Regions from separate parts of the Mus musculus genome. Here region 2 is linked to region 1. A link is a contact called in public Hi-C data. All regions are on one chromosome and are shown on one strand. The core of a region is the stretch at or near the end of the contact, and the rest is flanking DNA. Distances in the headings are between cores, read along the strand shown. Region 1 overlaps Cadm2 (cell adhesion molecule 2). Region 2 overlaps Cadm2 (cell adhesion molecule 2).

The links. A called contact is a pair of places that touch in the nucleus more often than the background predicts.
Region 2: a Hi-C map of cerebellum shows a contact between it and region 1, with 2.0 times the contacts expected there. The contact joins two enhancer-like sites. A contact is called at or near these places in 2 of 39 promoter capture datasets (the 3T3-L1 cell line and hippocampal neurons) and 5 of 484 Hi-C or Micro-C datasets (cerebellar granule neurons, cerebellum and embryonic fibroblasts).

The regions. Positions count from the first base shown.
Region 1 is chr16:66,889,151-66,895,688 of GRCm38.p6, reverse strand. All of the region lies in intron 2 of Cadm2 (cell adhesion molecule 2), which reads left to right. Among named protein-coding and RNA genes, the nearest start is that of 1700010K23Rik, 240 kb to the right of the region's middle. Within about 2 kb of position 2,913, at least 9 of the 459 cell types and tissues checked have an H3K27ac peak or open chromatin away from gene starts, as enhancers often do. A contact at or near this core is called in cerebellum, where this site is marked.
Region 2 is chr16:67,067,242-67,073,779 of GRCm38.p6, reverse strand. The region is part of intron 1 of Cadm2 (cell adhesion molecule 2); the gene reads left to right. Among named protein-coding and RNA genes, the nearest start is that of 1700010K23Rik, 410 kb to the right of the region's middle. Within about 2 kb of position 5,074, at least 4 of the 459 cell types and tissues checked have an H3K27ac peak or open chromatin away from gene starts, as enhancers often do. A contact at or near this core is called in cerebellum, where this site is marked.

The sequences.
Region 1 (6,538 bases), core at 1,664-4,163:
GGATTCTATACAAAGTATCAACCTTCACATTAATATTTTCCCGGGTCGGTTTGCACTTGCTCTAGCAGGGTACTGTTCCCCTGGATCTAATATGGCACTACAAAGGGCTTGTACATCAAAGCTTGTAAACACGGACAAGATGGGCGAAATCAGCATTAATGAAATCTTTGTGCATTCAGAAATGATCAAACAGCAGAAAACACATCCCATTAGCCACTATGTTACTACACATTTTTTTCAAATGGGAGATTGTTCCCCAGGGAATATTCTGTTGATTCATACGTTCCTGCATATTGATCTCCACTTTAAATAATTAAAGTGATATCATCGCAACACAATGTTTATGTGTTTAGAATTGTGTGCCCATGGTTATAAGACAAATTTATATGCATGTCAAGGAGTGAGAGGTAAAGTATATGTATAATTTCTTAATCATTTTTAATCAATAATTTCCCATCAATAATTTATGCCAGTTACTACCTTGAGGACTAAAATTCTATACCTAGAAGATATTTATGTTATATTATCCAAAGGATGAATTATTTGTAGAGTTATATGATAAAGGCACATCCACCCCGAAAATGTATTGCAAAGAAATAAACATGGGCAATAAAGTGAAGATTCATCATTGTTAGTAAAAGCAACATCATCAACAACAACAACAACAACAACAACAACAACAAAACAACAACAACCTAAAGCATCCATGGCATTTAGAGTGGAAATGAGTGTTTGTTTCTCTAGCAAATGGGAGGGAATGCGGGTGTATGAGAGAGAATATGTTGTACTAAAAGTGCAATTCAATAAACAGATCTAAGCATTTACCAGAAAGTTAACAACCATATAGATCAAAACAACAACAACAAACAAATGAAGACTTGTCACCTTTACAAACCTTTAAATGAGTTTTAAACCTGTATAATTCAACAAAGTTCTTGACATTATGTTCAACTTGCACAATGATGTTCATGCACACCATCAAGTGCTTTGATACTTGATATTACTTTGATAGGGTTAATATGAAGCCGAAAAAAAAATGCTTTCTGGGAATGTAAGTGGGAATGGGGAGTCACATGACTTCTCCTGCTAGCTTCCCATTGCATACCTTCCTGAGTAAAGGTGAGATCCTTAGACAGGAAAAGTTCCCTGTAGTCTGACTGGGCCCTCCTTCCAGGCTCACCTTGGACCATCCCCAGCTGCCTCTCATTGGGCATCAATCTCAGTGGGTTTTGTTTCCCTTTGTTGTATGTCTTTCCTTTCAGTTCCTTCAACTGCCAGCAGTTTTTTTTTTGACTCTGATCTAGAGATTTTTACTTATAGCTGTTGGTGGAACAGTACTGGCTCTGCACCATCCTTGCCCTAAGGCTATTTTCAAATTGTTGGCTTTTTCTTGAAAGCAGATAATAGTTGAAATGTTACCGTTTCTCAGCTGGATACTTCTTTTAGTATTTGTCTTTTCAATTTTGCTGCTTCCTCTTCATTGCCAGTTCTGAACGGACAGCTGTCATTTCTAGGTGATCTACTCAAGTCATGCCCATGGGAGGTACACTGTCACCATCAAGCATATATCTGACAAATAAATTCATGTAATTGAAGAACATTTTATTGAAAAATTCCACTCAAATAGTAAGTATATGTTCAGAAAAGACTACATTATAACTGTAGTTTAGTGGTTAATATGAATTGAAATTATCCATTAAAACGTGTAATATATGTTTTATACTTTTTTATTATTTTATTTTTCACAACTTAAAATTTACAGAAATATTATTTAAAAGAAAATATTATAAAGGTTCCTTCAAACATAAGTAGATATATTGATTGCTTTAATGAAATTATTTATATTTAGTACAACGAATAATAAAAACAGTATCAATAGAAAGCCAATGTCAATCTTACATCATATTTTTCAGAAATGTGTGAAATATGAGACAATTCTAAAGAAAAATAACTCCTGCATATAGATGCTAAATTAAATCAATAACTAGTACTTAAAATTCAGACTAAAATTCATTAAATCAAAAACCTTGTTTTCTGTTTAAAATTGAGGAAAACAAAAACTACAACATCAGATTAAAGACCTAGTATATTTGTATTTGTAATTTGCCCCATTATCTTTGTCTTATTTTGCTAAGATATATTTTATGTATATGTATATTAGTTGTACATTATAAATTAATATTTTAATATTTAATTGTTTAATTTGTTTAATATTTAACTGTACTTTACATTTTATATCTCTTCTAAAAATATAACTAGCAGTGCAGATTTCTGTTGTATTTGATATTTAAAATATATTAAATTTAGTTGTTTTAATTCATGAACCTTCCCAGACATATCAAATATGTAAGCACCCTTACTATTCCTTTAGAATCTGATTGAATTTTCTGCCAACAAAATGCAAATTTAAATGATTATAACACACCAATTTTCCCCTTTCAGTGGAAAATTGACTTTATAGATGTAACTTTTTAAAAAAGAATACTAAACAGTTAAATAGTCAAATGATATTAAAATATAGGTTAATGAACTACACTTTATATAAGAACAGAAAACATTTATTTAATAAGTTTCTTAGAGATTTATAAATACTCCCTAAAAATTATAATTAAGAATATATGGATTTGGTGATAATACTGAATAATAAAACAGACTAGAAAAATTTTTTATATAGACAGTACAACTTTTCTGTGAATTCTCTAAGAAGGTTATGGTTTATAGGATCACCTAGTCAAGAGTTATTGTTGGATACATTGGAGATGCGGTTTTTCTCTTAAGTCCTAAAGTTTGCCTTGTATGAATGACCTAGAAAACTCATCCCGCATTCCGGAAAAGAGAATGACGTGGAGTTTCTACAGGAGAGTTATGGTTCTGTGCCTCAGGAGCTGCGGGTGCCACTGTAAATCTGAAAGAGCCTTTTGTCACGGATCAGAGCCAACAAGGGGTGAGGTCCAAGCTTTGGGTGTGCGGCAGCTTCTGCTCTCTGGGTTGGTATCAGAGTGTGATGCTCACAATGGCCACGGTGAACCCCAGGATCTGGTCTACAGGATTGTAACTCCCGAAGCTGCCAGTTTGGCACTGTTTTGCTTCGATATGAGGAAGAGAAAGCCTCTCCAACCTTTCCTGGCCTTGCAAGACCCACTGGCCGCCAGCTTTGTCTCTTCCCGGCTTTGGTCTGGCAGTTGTAATGGAACATGGGTCTCCAATGTGCATCCTGTCTCTATGGAAACTGGCAGGCAGCATGGTCTGATGGCCATGCTCCACAGTGGCTGGGATGAGGGATGGCACAGAAGGTGGAGACCAGGTGTTATATTCTAAATGGAAAGTTGAATGCAGGGGAAAAAATGCAGTAGACTCAAAGAAAAATAAAATTATTTGGTACAGCCAATAGATTTCAGGAATTGTCTAAAATCTACATTCTAGAAAACAAAACAGAAAAGAGAAAAACAAGATGACAAGTAAAATCTCTGTAAGTATGTGAAGAAGAGGGGGTTACACCACAAGGAGAACCAATTTGCACTTAGTTATCAGTCTTAATTTTTCCTCCAATTTCCTGTCTCGGGTGATAGAGCATCCACTGTGGTTCCCTTGGGGATTGTAAACCTGCCTTCCTGACATTTGTGTTTTGCCATCTAATAGGCTTTCGTATGCAATGTGCTTCAGTCCACACAACTACTGAGCCACAACTTTCACATTAGAAGGTTATTTGTTTCGAATGCCTTTAGTAATTTAGTGGAAGTAATAACACACTGTGTGTGCACTTAGATGTATTTTTAGACTCTAATTTAGGCGACATGAATGATCTCCAACTTTGTAAGATGCACATTCTTTATTTAAATACGCCCTGAACTAGTTGAGAGAAGAGACAATAGAGGGGGGAGAGAGAGAGAGAGAGAGCAAGCAGACAGGGAGAGCTGAAATAACATGAAGCAAAAAGCCAAACAAGAGTAGACCTACATAGCACATCACTGTAAAATGCACAGCCTACTCCATTCTGTTTCTTGCTGGCTTCATAGTTCACAACAATTAGCATATTTTACATGTACTGATCCACTTGGCATTTGTGCTTTTTGCAACCCATAAATAAGAAACTCAACACAAGGAATGCATTTTGCATTTAATTACGTTTCTGAGAGAAAAGAAAATATTGTTTAAACAAACTGAAAAAATATTTTGTGTCATTTAACTCCAGTGGCAGTATCTTTTCAGAATCAGATAACTTTATAAATACATTTAGCAGATATAGGGTCGTGTAACCATACTTTCAAATGAAAGGGTTAAATTACAGGCCATTATATAACCGGAGGTTTTGACACTTTTTTTTTTATTGAAAAGCTGCACGTTCCCAAATTTTGTTGTCTTCTTTTTGTTTTCCATTATTATTTTTTTAAGTCTGGACATTTCTTGCAAAAAGTCTTCCTTATATTTGGGAAAAGAAATATAATGAGAAATCCTAAATTACTGTTAATTTGTTAATTTGCCCCCAGAATTTGATCTTACATCCTTAAAAACCACCGAGTGTTACTTATTCCCTCTCAGTGGGTACAAAGGCCAGCCTCATTCTGTCTGTCTAGGACTGTCTCAGGTGGCTCTAGCTCTCCTAGAGGAAGCAGTCATGCACAGAGCACTTCTGGGCTCTATGCTTACTCTCTAGCTCAGGAAGAGTTGGAGAAAACCATTGTTTCCACTCGGGCATTGAAGAGAGAGCAAAGCTGGAAATGTGCTGTTTGTGGGAGTGCAGACCTGTTTGGGGATGAATGTTAAAGCATGCATCTTTTTTTCTGCCGACTCTATTAACTCCACTCCTGTATTTTCTTCCTGTGTCTTTGTTCTCATGGTCTATAACAGCCTCATAACCTAGTTACGGTGTCCATTATTTAAGAACTGGCTACTTTGTGTCCTGTGTAATTATGTGCTACTTATTTTTGTGGTTTGATAGTAAAGGAAAGGGCAAAACCTGGGAGTGTGGGACAGTTTTTAAATAACTCAGGTCAATAGGAGCGAAGGCTCTGTTTATTTCCCCTTTCGCTTGACGTTTCTTTACAACAGATAGAAACACTAGAGAAATTAAAACAACAACAACAAAAACACAACAACAGAAAAAAAAAACAACCTATGGTCTGCTATGTCAAGATATGAAGGAAATGAAACATTTCAGCATTTGAATTATTCCTTTTGAGTTCCTCTCTTAGCTAGGCAGTGGCGAATTGTATTTGTAATCCAGTGAAAGTTCATAAACACAGATGGTAGTTTGACATAAACTGGATGGTCTAGGAAAATCTAGCACTTCAACCTCATTAGACAAAGAGAAGGGGGCAAATGGAACCTGTTTCAAAATTTTTAATTAGTGTGGTGATGGGTGAAAGGAATCTAAATCCAAGTGGAAAAGCTATACAGTTGTAACCGGAGACATCAATGATGACTTTCAGTGGTGCGCTGTAAATATTTAACAACTTTCTCTGTGGGGAAAATTATTGGCCTGTAGTGTTTGCCAATTTTTGTGGTGAAAATATTCCCTCTGTGGTCAATTTCAAGCTACCAGCTTATGTCACCGAGTACGGGTGGTGAGAGTTACATCCCATGGAACCTCAGAAGCTGCACTGAGTCAGCTCACACTCGTGATCCTTAAAATGAATTTCAAATACATTTCCACTTGCTAAAAAGAGGCGCGAGGGATGGTATATGTCTTTAAAGTGCTCGATTGTAACTACACCCTTTTAAAATCATAGTTAAAGAAGCAGAGTTAGAGTCAGTTTAGTTCATAACCAGTCTATAACTAAGGAAAGAATGCTTAAAAGACAAGAGAAAAGTTGGAAATCTTGCTTCTGTCTTTATGGCTGCATGAGAGGGTACATGCTTTAAGATTTCCATGTTTTAGACCCCTAATCTTCAAGGTGGAGATGATGTCAAGATCACCTCTGCAGAATAAATCATGAATACAATGAGCATAACCCATTAAATTTCCTGCATTTTCTATATCTATTGGCAGTGTTTGATAGGTGACAGGAAATAACAAAAAGAAAGAAATGAAATGAAAATGGGGGGGGGGCAAGAAAAAGGGAAAGAATGTCAAAATCAAAGTGATCCATTCATCCAAGAAAGTTGAAGCATGCCTTTCACATACTTAACGGTTAAGAAATGTTGTATAATCTTTTCCCATTTTCTAGCATATACATTTTGTATGATTTCTTCTCTATTATTTTCTGCCCTATTTTAGAGCTGTAATAGTGTTTGATGTATGTGTTCTCAGTCATTACTTCAATCTTCTTACATATACTCCTCATAATGTTTCAAAAGTAATAAAACATGCCTCATGGTATTTTGCTAATAGGCAATTTGTGATACACACACACACACACACACACACACACACACACACACACACACACACACACATATATATATATATATATATATATATATATATATATATATATATATATATGTATGTATTAGTGAAGTAGAAGTCTATACATTTCCACCTTGATATGACCATAAACAAGCTTACCACTTCGGAATTACATCTAGATCTCTCTAT
Region 2 (6,538 bases), core at 3,825-6,324, 180 kb before region 1:
ATTCAGAACTCTAGATTGAAAGCAAGAAAATCACCCAGACAGGTAAATGGACTAGAAAAATAAACACACAGAACTTAAGAGTAAGTTGAATAAAAGTAGCAAAAACAGTCTCTTATTAAGAAAACACACTTTTCATTACTGAGGATTCTGACAACAAAAGAGCAATTTATACAAGTTGCATTTTGTGTTAGAATGTATGCTTTTAGAACTGTTATGGAATGAACAAGTCCTTGTAGGGACAAGAATTTAAGAAAAGGCATTAAGAGCTAACAGGTGACAAGGGTCTGGAATTCAGGTGATAAGAAATTATTTGTGCAACACAAAAGAAATGTACCATATGAAACAGAAAAAAAAAAGTGGTCTGCTAACAAACACAGTGTCCTAGAAAGCTAAAATAATTATTTTCAACAGTAATGAAATTGAAAAATTGAAGCATCCTTATAGTGTAGAGAGACCTAGAAAGAAATTTTATGCAGTGTGTGGCAGCTTACAAAATAAAGATCAAAATAAAACACTTGGAAATTAAATTTATTTTCTTTACCTCATTGTTTGTGGTCCTTGGTGTTTTGGAGTTTTAAAATAGAGGTATTTCTAGTGGGAACACAGTAGCACTGTACGAGATGATATCACACTCTTGTTCGTACAGAGAATATATCCTACAAGATATTACTTTTCATTGAAAACCAACAGTCAGGAATGGAGATCCTTAAGATGTATGCCATCTACAAGGGAGCAAAGCACAGCAAAACATCTAATATCCCAGAAGATACACTTAGTTTCCAAGGCATTCTACCACTGAGGTATTTGGCCATGTTTTCCAGTTTTGAGTGTTTCTTCTGTGATAAATCCAATGTGTTGTTCTTGCCTTTCCTGCCAATGAAACTGAACCCTTTCTGATGCTAAAATTTGTGCACTTTACATATCTGTGAAAATTAAAAAGAGTTGAAGATTATCCATTTTCTTAAGAGTATGTATTTGGAAGTCTGGACAAGTAAGGTATATTTAAAATGCAAATATTATACTTGAGATGCTGAAATCATTTACATTCTGAAACTTCAGTTTAAATAGAATTGCCTCACATTAAAGAACATTCGGGTTGATCATGTGTGTGATAAAAGCTTGTTTTTTTTTTTTTTTTTTTTTTTTTTTTACAGATTTTCATGACTAGGATTTTTGTTTTGATCTTGTGGTATATACGGAAATCTCACAACCGCCTTTATAATTTGTGAAGCTTTTGCAGCAACATTTGTAAACACAAGGGGGATGTTTTCACTCTTTAGTAGGGAAAGAGCAGATGGTTGGGACTAAGGGAATCGCTCCTCCGTGTTTAATAATGCAGCAGGAGGCAATGGCAAGCTAACTTTTCACCAAGAGAGGATCATTTTATAGAGCATCATGGGATCGCTTCAGTGAGAATGGTGCTCCTTCAGATGGGTACCATCTGCATGGGGGCAAGTCACAGCAAAATATCTAATAATACCCAGGAAATACACTTAGTTCCCAAGGAACTCTGCAAGTGGAAAGCAATTTTCATAAGAGATGGCAAGCAGCTGATAAATACAGGACCGATGGATAAAATGTCAGTAAGTCTGGAGAAAGGTAGATAGCCGTTAAATCATAAGAAACCAGATTCAAGAAATGAAGACAGTTTTGGACCCATTGAGCTGGGTAATTTAGGTCAATTAATGCAAGTCAGAGTCAGATTAGAAGAGGTAACCTCAAATGAGGAAATGCCTTCATAATATTGTGCAGCAGGATAGTCTGTAAGGTAATATTTCTCAACCATCCTAATGGTTTAATACAGTCCCTCATGTTGTAGTCACCCCAACCATAACATGATTTTCATTGCTACTTTATAAGTCTAATTTTGCTACTCTTATGTAAATATTTTTGGAGATGGAGATTTGACAAAGGGATTGTGACTCATAGTTGAAAACCACAATGTAGAACATTTTCTTAATTAGTGACTGATATGGGAGGGCCCAGCCTGTTGAAGGTAGGGCCACCCTTGGGCTAATGCTCCTTCTAGGTTTTATGAGAAAGCAGTCTGAGTAAGCCAAGGGAAACAAGCAAATAAGCAGCCCACCTCTATGGATTCTGCATCATCTCCTACCTGTTGGGCTTCTATTCTGACTCCATTCAGTGATGGACTACATTGTAGAAGTATAAGCCTAATAAACCCTTTCATCTCACGGTTGTTTCTGGTCATAATGTTTCATCACAGCAATAAAATTCCTACCCTAGACACCATTATTGCATATAATAAGACAGAATATAAAAGAATTATGGTATTAAGAATATTTCCATTTTGTTCTGTTTTGAGACAAAATGTTGTTTTGGTTTTCAAAAGAAAAGGAAAAAAATCCACTTTTTTTTTCTTTTTTAATTCAGAATCTTTTCTCATATGCCTTTAATCCCAGCACTTGGGAGGCAGAGGCAGGCAGATATCTGAGTTCAAGGCCAGCCTGGTCTAGAGTGAGTTCCAGGACAGCCAGGGCTACACAGAGAAACCCTGTCTCAAAACAAAACAAAACAAACAAACAAACAAACAAACAAAAACAAAACAAAACAAAAAAAAAGGAAAAGGTCAGGCTTCTAAGAGACAACAACAGAATATAACAGAATTGAATAGAGTATGATAAAACAAAAAACAATCATATCAAGTTTTGACAAGTCACAGAAAATTAAAAGAGCCCCAAGAGAAAGCACAAGAATCAGAGAAACTGACTCATTGGCACATTCAGGAAGCCCATAAATGTTCTCTAAGTTGAAAGCTCTAGTACATGTGCAGAGGACCTGGTACAGACACTTGCAGGCCCTGAGTTAGCTACGTTCCACTCAATTCATATGAGCTTTGCCCAGTTGTTATAGAGGGACTTCTGGTGCTTCCTGTCCCCTCTATGTCCTCCAATTCTTCTACCTCCTCTTTTGCCCTGTTCCCTGGGCTCTGAGGGGAGGGATTTCATGGGAACGTCTAGTGTAGAACTGTGTGTTTCAAGGTCTCTGTCTGTTGTCTGGAGGTGGGTCTCTTTATTTTTCTATATTTACTGTAGGAGAAAGCATCTCTAAGTTAGGCATCAATGTAAGAGTATAGTAGAATATTATAAGGAGTCTTTATTGCTTTCTATTTGGGAAGATTATTTATTGATTGATTTAGCCAGTTATTATTTTACTTATTCACTTTACATCTTGCTTACTGCCCCCTTTCCAGTCACCCCTTCCCATAATACTTCCCACATCCCCTTCCCCTCTGAGCAGGTGCCCCTCCCCCAACCCAACCCTGGCACACCAAGCCTCTGTGAGGCCTGGTACATCCTCTCCACTGAGGGCAGACAAGGCAGTCCAGCTAGAAGAACATATCCTGATGTATAGGCAACATCTTTCAGGATAGTCCCCACTCCAGTTCTTTAGAATCTATATGAAGACCAAGGTGCGTATCTACTACTTATGTCCTAGGATTCCTAAGTTCAGCCTTTGTATGTTCTTTGGTTGGTGGTTCAGTCTCTGAGAGCCCCAAGGTTCCAGGTTAGTTGTCTCCTTTGGTCTTTCTGTAGAGTTCCTAACCCCTTAAGGGAGATAGTCCTGCCTCCTGTTCTTCCATAAGAGTCCCCAAGCTCCATCTACTGTTTGGCTATGGATGTCTGACCCTGGCTGAATCAGATGCTGGATGCAGCCTATCAGAAGACAGCCATGCTAGCTAGACTCCTATCTTCAAGCATAACCGAATGACATTAATAGTGTCAGGGATTAGTGCTTGCCCACGGGTCTCAATCTAACCCTGTTATTGGTTGGCCTTTTCTTCAGTTACTGTTCAATCCCCTATCCCTGAATTTCTTGTAGATGGGATAAATTTGGGGACAAAGGTTTTGCAGGTGAGTTGATGTTCCTATCACTCATTTTCAGTTCCTACCTGGCTACACGTTCCATATTCCCAATGATGTTAGTCACGGCTAGGAATATCCCCATTGATTCTTTGGTACTTCCTTTTGTGGCTTCCAGCGTGGCTTTGGTGGGGGCAGAATGACAGGGTTTCTACCTCAGGGATAGGAACAGCTGATATGGGCTTCTATGAGTGTCAATAGCTGCCATGGCAAAGGCTTATTTATATAATAATGTACTTGTTTTACATTCTTCCTTTATGGAATGTCCTCCCTTTAAACATTAATGACTCCATGATAATCAGACAGCAGGAGTCCAGCAGACAAAAGGGTATTTATGGTTTTAGCAAAACTGTAGCCCAGACTGGCCTTGAACTCTTGATCCTCCTGTCTCTGCCTCCTTCAGCAAATCCTACCAGCGTGTGCCAGCAGTTGGGACCTTTAGGACAGCCTTTAATATGAATTCAAATATATATATATATAATTTCTCAACTATGCAAAGAATAAGGATGTTATATGAATTAGGAGAATCTTCATGAATCTAAAGGAACAAAGACAGCTGCATTAATGAGCCATTTTGCCATAAAGATACAAAGGCAGACAGATTCCTGAGTTCAAGGTCAGTTTGGGACACAGAAGTCCAGGCCCAGGTGTGGTAAAAGTGGTAATTTCAGGATGGAGTCCCACCCAACTAGTTTATTATCATCTGTACCTAACTGAGACAGACAGATCTCTGAAGTCTTTTGCAATGTTAAAGGAAAATGCGTGCTTGCTCTCTTCTAAGAAAGAACTGGGTCACCTGACGCTGATTCATAGGATCATCAAAAGGAAACCTGGAGTAAATGACTAGATTGATATGTAAAATAAAAGACTGGGCTTATGATCTGCAGATGACTGTCCAGAGAATTTTTTTAAATGGCAGGAGAAAAGGGCTCAAAGAGCTGTCTTGAGCAGAATGAAAAAGAGAGAGTTTTCCAGAGAAAGCAGATCTTCATGAAAAGCAGTCAGAGGGAAAGAAAGCAGAACAGAAAAGAAAACAAACTGGAAAGCTGTCTCTAGCAGAACACAGGCTTTGACCCATGAATTAACTTTGAGTCATTTGTTTCACTTTTCCCAGACACCCCTTCCTGAGAACACCTCTCCAAGCCAAGACTGATCCTTGGCATCCCTTAAGCCAGTTCTCTGTCTCTTCCTGGAGATGTCCCCTACCTCTCCATGCCAGACAGTCACAAATATCAATTCATTCTCGTGGCCATCTGGCCAGCCCTCCTGTCTCTCTCCCCACACCTGATCCTGAACTGCCTCCTGCTCCATTTACATACATACACACACACACACACACACACACACACACACACACACACACAGAGGAGCAGAAACATACAAGTAAGAACAGTGTTGGTTTCTTTTTAAAAGTTGTTGTGGATATAATGCAGAGAGGCTTGAACTATGTACAAAATTTCAGTTATTACCAACAATTTGAGACTTTGTGTTAGGTGGTTGAACGCTCAATAAAATGATAGGTTTGAATTTGATAATCCTCAGGCTCCAGTGGAGGTTAAAAGACTGTAATTCCAGCTACAATCTAGAGTTATAATTCTGCCCTTAAAATATAGCAAATTCCTAACCGTGGCCTCTCTTCTCTAATTGCTAACCTTTGCTCTGAAACCACTATAACTTTTATATCAGGTAATTCTAACAGAAAGGAGCATGAAAACTAAAAGAAAATGAAATGAGTACGCTATGTTGCCAAAAGGTGTGCGACAAATCAGGTGTCTTCCCTAAATGCAGTGTGGCAGTTCAGAAAGGTCACTGCTATTGTGAGAATTGGAAGCAAATTGGAAGACAATAGTTCTCCATTATTAAGCTCAGTAATTCAAATGGGAATTCAGTGTGACTCTTAAGGGTTAGGAATGATTTGCTATGTAAAAAATAGCAAAGAAATTGGACAGTTCTTTTGATATTAGTGAGGGCCTAGATGTATACTGATAATATGATTGATTAAAATGCATATACATAAATATGTATATGTCTGTTAATAAATAAAGTATATAGGCAAGTATACGAATTTGTTGAATACAGGGCTAATAATTATTTTTACTTTTATATCAGTACCAAAACATTCTGATTTGAGCATTTTAAATATAAGTGATTTTTTTGTGTGTGTGAGGGGATGATTTTCTTTTCTTTTCCATTAATTTGTTTGTTTGTTTATTTATTTATTTATTTTACATATAGATCACTGTCCCCCAATCCCTCTTCCCACCCACATCACATAGTCAGTACCCCCATCCCCTTCTCTTCTGAGAGGATAGAACCTCCCCATTGCCCCCAGGTATCTTCCATCCCTCAACATCAAATCTCTGCAGTGCTGGGCATATCCTCTCCTCTCTGGCTGAAGCCAGACAAGGCAGCCCAGTTAAGGAAATGGCCTATTTTTGAGTGGTGACTGAACAGATGATAACAGGTTTAAGTATTAAAAACACAGGAACAGAGTTTTTCCATCAGCACTTCAGAATCATTTTGAAGGGAACTTTTTATCAAATAGATTTTTGCTTCCGTAGGACGGCTCTAAAAAACCAATGGCCCCTTTTGTGTAATAGGCTGTATCAATAGAACTACTAATTAAGAGGAAATGTGGAAATAATATTTGTACAAGC